Regions from separate parts of the Triticum aestivum genome. Here region 2 is linked to region 1. The links are chromatin contacts, called in public Hi-C maps. All regions are on one chromosome and are shown on one strand. Each heading gives the region's core, a stretch centred on a gene start, on an enhancer-like site or on the middle of the called end of the contact. The rest is flanking DNA. Distances are from core to core; before and after follow the strand shown.

Region 1 (2,965 bases), core at 6-2,505:
GAGGCCGACGTCCACGTCCCGCTTCATCCTCTCGGCAAGCGTCGACAGGACCTGCACGCCCCAAGCTTTCAGTTCCACATTCTCTCGGCGAGAACAGAGCAGAGATTTCGTTAGGCACAACACAAGGCGAGGCTTACCGACTCGGCGACGCCCCGGAGGACGGCCTCCGGCACGATCCGCATGGGCGGCGGGAGGGCGACGGTGATGGAGATCTCCAGGTGGCCCCTCAGCCGGCTGCCGCGCCGCTGCCCCCTGTCCGCGTACAGCGACCCCCGCACGCCCAGGTCGAAGCTCGCCGGCGTGTAGCCGCTGTCCAGCCCCCTCAGCTCCCACTCGGTCTGCATTCAGAGCCGAAACAAGAGCAGCACATTGTAAACCTGCAGTCGTGCGGATAGAGATAGAAAAGAATTGGTAGCGTGAGCAGGGAGGGGGAACTGGAAACGCACGATTCGGAGGTCGAGCCCGCCGGCGGCGCGGTTGCGCAGCTGCATCACGACGACGGGGCGCACGGTGATGAAGAGGAACTCCAGCGGCAGCATCTGGATCCTCCACTCCTCCTGCGCAACAAATAATCGATCGATTAGCCGCAACGCCACCGTCGAACGACACCTGCTCTCTTCGGGGACAGGATAGATTCAATAATCGATTCAGTTACATCGCTGAGCTGCTGGCTCCGGCTCTCGTCGGGGAACATGGCGCGGAACACGCGGGGCCGGTCCTGGAGGTACTCGTCGAACGACACCTGCAGGCAGAACAGAACCCGTCCGCGCACGCGCGATGAATCAATCAATCAATTCGAGCCGTGATTCCATCGAATTCCAAACCCAGAATGCGGAGATCGATCGATGTCAGCGCTTACCCCCGGGGGCTCGTAGAGGGGCATGTCGGTGTCGATGCTGGAGGAGTAGGTGACGGCGTCCGGCGAGGTGGACGACGCTGCCCCAGCCTCCGCCGCCCGGGCCGTGGTCGAGACGGCGTGCCGCGGCGGCCTCGACTGAGGGGGAGCCGAGCAGACCAGCGCTCTCACGGGCGGCGCGGAGGCGGTGGGGCGGCTGGTGCCGCGATTCGCGGCAGGCAGCGGCCGCGGCCGGTGGACCGTGTTCGAGGCCGCGGCGGCCATGGCCGGCTGTAGTGCCGTGCCCATGCCCATGGCTGAGGTCGGCACGCGGCAACGGAGACCACTCCTTTTCCCCGTGTGACGGGGTAGGGGGAGTAGGGACAAGCGGTGGCCGATGACCCTGGTGACATCCTGATCGGGCCACTGGAAACTCGAATGACGGGAGCACCTTTCTTTCTGGTTAGTGGCCGTGACGTACTCCCTCCGGTCCTTTTTACTCCACATATTAGATTTGGATCAAGTTAAACTTTGCAAAGTTTGATCAAATATATATTAAAAAATATCAATATCTACCATATCAAATATATATCACATGAAACTACATTTCGTAATGAATCTAACAAAATTGATTTGGCATCATAAATGTTACTATTTTTTTCTATAAATTCGGTTAAAGTAGAGATACTTTGACTTCAGACAAAGCTTATATGCAGACTAAAAAGGACCGGAGGGAGTACATGGATGCCTCGGTCCATTCGGATGTTTTTCCTGGGTGTTTGGTTTGAACCTTTTTTCAGAAAATGCAGTCTAACGATTTTTAAAAATAAAATAAAAACACAATAAGAAAAGTAAACAATCATATACCCAACGACACTCGCCCTTATGAACGTGCGTACTTAGTTTCAATCCCTGGGAGATTGAGCCGACAGATCTTAAGATTACTGAAGTTGTTATAATAGATACTAGCAAAATGGTCCATGTATTGCAACGGGAGAAAAAATATAATCATAATATCCGATGGCCATGACCAAGCATCACCGAGATACACCATCACTCTCAAATTCGTGAGATCATGAATAATTTTTGAAATCACAATTTTTTTAAAAAAAAACTGTGCAAATATTTGGAATTGTGAACATTTTTTAATTCATGAAAACTTTTATAAAATTTGAATATTTCTAAAATCAAGAATATTTTTGAATTCATGAACATTCAGACTATTTGCAAACATTTTTTAAAAATTGTGAACATTTTTCTAAAAACATTTTTCTTGAATCGACAAACATTTCTAGAATCGACGAACATTTTTTATAAAATTGGTGGAACATATTTTGGAATTCACGAACATTTTTTATTTAATGAACATTTTTTGAAATGCATGATCATTTTTAAAATCAGCCAATACTTTATGAATGAATAAACTATTTTTTAAGTCACAAACAATTTTTGAATTTTTGGCATATTTTCCATTCATGAACATTTTTTGAATTGACGAAAAAAATTCAATGTCATTAATAATTTTTTTAATACACAAACTTTTTAAAAAATCATGAACATTTTTAGATTTCCCAACATATGTTTTCAAAATTTCGACCATTTTCTGAATAAGCAAATATATTTTTACAAAATCATGAAGAATTTCTGAATCCACAAACATTTTATGATTTATTAACGAATTATTTCAAAATTTTCATTTCTAAAATTTTGGAACTTTTTAAGTCCCGAATAATTTAAGGTAGAAAATAAAAAGGAAACGAAAAAAATAAAAATTAAAAATTAAAAAACAGGGCGCCCGGACATGGGCCGACCCAAACAGGTGCACTGTGATTTCTCCCGGCGCACAGAGCACACACGGTATAGGAGGTCCCTACTACATGGGCCGGCTTGGTGACAGCACGCGGCAACGGAGACCACTCCTTTTCCCCGTGTGACGGGGTAGGGGAGTAGGGACAGCGGTGATCTATGAACCTGGTGACAGCAGGTGAGCCGCGGATGCTCGGCAGTCAACATGGCGTGTCACTTGTCAGGTCACTGGTTACGAAGCGGGTCTTGGATTCGCGTCGCGCCACCGAGCCTGAGATGCTATCCTGGCCGGGGCACGGGGAACCTGGGATGATAGGAGCACCT
Region 2 (2,955 bases), core at 27-2,526, 270 kb after region 1:
ATCTCAGCAACTAGACCTGATATAGTAGTAAGTTCTGATATTAGATGCAACAACATTGACATTGATAAATTGATCATGTTTTTAGTAGGACAATAAACTTGTCTAGCATTTCATTATGAATTATGAACTGTAGGCTCTCGGAATAGATGTATCCACTCCCTAAATTATTCTCGGCTTGGAACAAAAAGATTTTCCAAAGTTTGGAAATTGATGTCAAAACAACTGTACAAGCTATTCTTGAGGACCTGATTCTGTGGGCTCACCGCCTAAAGACGGAAGTCCTAAAGGAACACGCCGGGTTGTGGCGTGACTTCCTCTCCTCACGAATTTTGTGACCCTGTGAACTCTACCCTTATTGAAATATATTCAGGTGGGGAGCCTTTCCTCCCGGTAACCATTTAAAAAAAATCTCCGTGTGGTTTCTGAATCATACATCCTGACATGCATTGGCAACCATTATTCAACAGAATGCCTTTTTACTGAATATAGACAACTGAATGGATTAATGGCATGCTTAGTATCTTTTGGCATATGTAACGTGGGGAAGAAAATCAGTGTCTTTTGATAGGGATGGTAACCTGATTGTATGCACTTCGCAATTTTCTTTTGGCTTCCTGCTATTGCGTTTTAAGTTGTCTGCTAATACTTTTAAGGCTCTCTTACACACAATGTCAGATGCTATCTCGGGTACGACTGAGTAATCTCGGCTATACTTCAACCCAGACATTAACGAAGCAAATAACTTGATTATAAGGTAAATTCATGATTACCAATGCCTAGCTATGTTTTGATCTTGACTAACAGAAAGGTCAAAGGGTGCAATGTGCAGGTTCAAAGAGCTCCTGGCACTTTCTCCGACCAAAGAAGTCTTTCAAGCCAGATTTTTTTTTCAAGATAACAATAAAACATGGGAGCATCCATGTCCATGCATGGAACAGTACTCGAGATATAGAGTGCTATTGTCTTACATTTCTCAATATCCCTAGCTTTATTATCAGTATTCTGATCATCATTATATTTTGTTGGTACACAATTATAGTTTGTTTATTTTATTGATCTATTTTCTTCCTAGGATGATTGCGGATTGTTTTCACATGATGATACGCTTACTAGTTATGGCCAAATCGGTCAATTTGTGGCAGCTGTTTTCGTTTTCCACGCGAGGGCGAGGCGGGGACATCGCTGACACGGAACGTTCCCCCGCCCGGTGGGCGGCCGCTCCAGGCTGGCGCACAAGTGGGCCGCGCCGCGTCGGTCAAGCGATTGCGGAAAGAATTACTGGTTAACGCGGGCGCCATTTCCATATCAGATCGGATCCCACTCCATCGCTGGACGCGATCACGCGCGCCGAGGGACACAGAATCCGCCCCGCTCCTCAATACTCGGACTCCACGGCCAGCGTCCGTCCGTCCGTCGCAGGGAGAGAGAGAGAGACAGGGAGGGCGGGGGAGGGAGGCCAGATTCGGCGGGCGGGAGATGAGCGGGGCGGAGGAGGAGGCGGCGCATGCGGCCGGCCGGGGCGGGGGCGGGTCGTCGGGGAGCGGCGGCGGCGAGGGCCACCCGCGCCGGCGGTTCGACGACAAGAGCCTGGTGGCGCGCACGTCGCTCATCCTCTGGCACACGCACCAGAACGACGCGGCCGCCGTGCGCAAGCTGCTCGACGAGGACGGCACGCTCGTCAGCGCCCGCGACTACGACAGCCGCACGCCGCTCCACGTCGCCGCGCTCCACGGCTGGCAGGACGTCGCTGAGTGCCTCCTCGCCAAGGGCGCCGACGTCAACGCGCTCGACCGCTGGCAGAACACGGTGAGGCGATCCTTCCTCCTCCCCCCTTCCGCCTCGTCTGGTCGCTCCGCTTGTTGGTTGGATTCGGGTCATGATGCGGTCCGGGCTTCTTCGCGTGCTGAAATCGTTCGGGTTTGGCATTTGTGTTGAGCTCATATTGGCCCGTATTCCGATTGGATTTGGTTTCTTCCGTCATGAATTGAATTCGTCCTGATGATTATTCTCGAGGGAAAAACGATGAGCGTGAGCGTCTTGTTTGCACTTGAGCTTTTCATTCGTCTGATGTCGCTCGTGCCACCATCTGCCTTTGGGTACTTGGTTGGGAGCTCCGGCTGTGCTCCACGAAATTAGGATTACCACTGCGAATTGGCGGGGCTTGTCCTATATGATTAGTTGTTCAAATGCATCTGCAACGAGTTCGCTGTTGAATGCATATTTGCTTCGGAGGTTCTAGTTCCTGCTTGGTTATGTTTATGCTGCATGGTCGTGACTGTATGCTGCTTTTCATTCCAATTTCTAGTATTGTGATATTTGTCATAATTGCTCACGATGCTAACCTTTGGTTGATTTACAGCCACTTGCTGATGCAGAGGGTGCAAAGAGGCATGCTATGACCGAACTGCTCAAGAAGCATGGCGGGTTGACATTCGTAAGTAGCCATTCACTCGGGTTCGTTTCAATAGATTGTCTTGCTTATTCATTGCAAAGCTGTAGCGATGCTTAGTTTCAAACATTAGCTCAACATTTCTAAATTTGTAACATGGCACCAGGTAATTTCACCAGCAACTGTATGGTATGTAATTAGTGGGTGCGTTCCCCATATATTGCTCTGCAACTGTCTTTGTCATGTTTCTGAATTTGTATCCAGGGCACCTGGTCCCAAATATTGTTACCAGAAGTAGAAGTGGAGTCTTTGGATGTGTCAGTGTTGTTTGTGGAAAATGTTAGACGAGGTACAATGGATGATTCCGGTATCTTGCTGCTTTACACATGCGCATCAGTCAGAAATTGATGTTTGTAGAACAGACGTGTCATTGTTGATTAGGAGATCATAGTGGATAATACTAAGGATGTGTTTCAGAGGTTTACTTGTCTATTTTCGTTTAATGGGTAGTTCTGGTGCACCTTTCAAGCGTGACCAAATCAATTATGCTCTACATAGTTGGAATA

The links. Hi-C and Micro-C count contacts between places; a contact is called where the count stands out from the background.
Region 2: a Hi-C map of leaf shows a contact between it and region 1, with 3 times the contacts expected there. The contact joins the promoter of LOC123187848 here to the promoter of LOC123184944 in region 1. A contact is called at or near these places in 3 of 5 Hi-C or Micro-C datasets (all in leaf).

The regions. Positions count from the first base shown.
Region 1 is chr2A:107,090,179-107,093,143 of IWGSC CS RefSeq v2.1, forward strand. It overlaps LOC123184944, which reads right to left and starts at 1,256. Exons shown (of 5, transcript XM_044596974.1): 1 at 860-1,256; 2 at 656-742; 3 at 447-557; 4 at 138-338; 5 at 1-51. The coding sequence starts at 1,150.
Region 2 is chr2A:107,356,004-107,358,958 of IWGSC CS RefSeq v2.1, forward strand. It overlaps LOC123187848 (integrin-linked protein kinase 1), which reads left to right and starts at 1,277. Exons shown (of 11, transcript XM_044599810.1): 1 at 1,277-1,806; 2 at 2,360-2,434. The coding sequence starts at 1,477.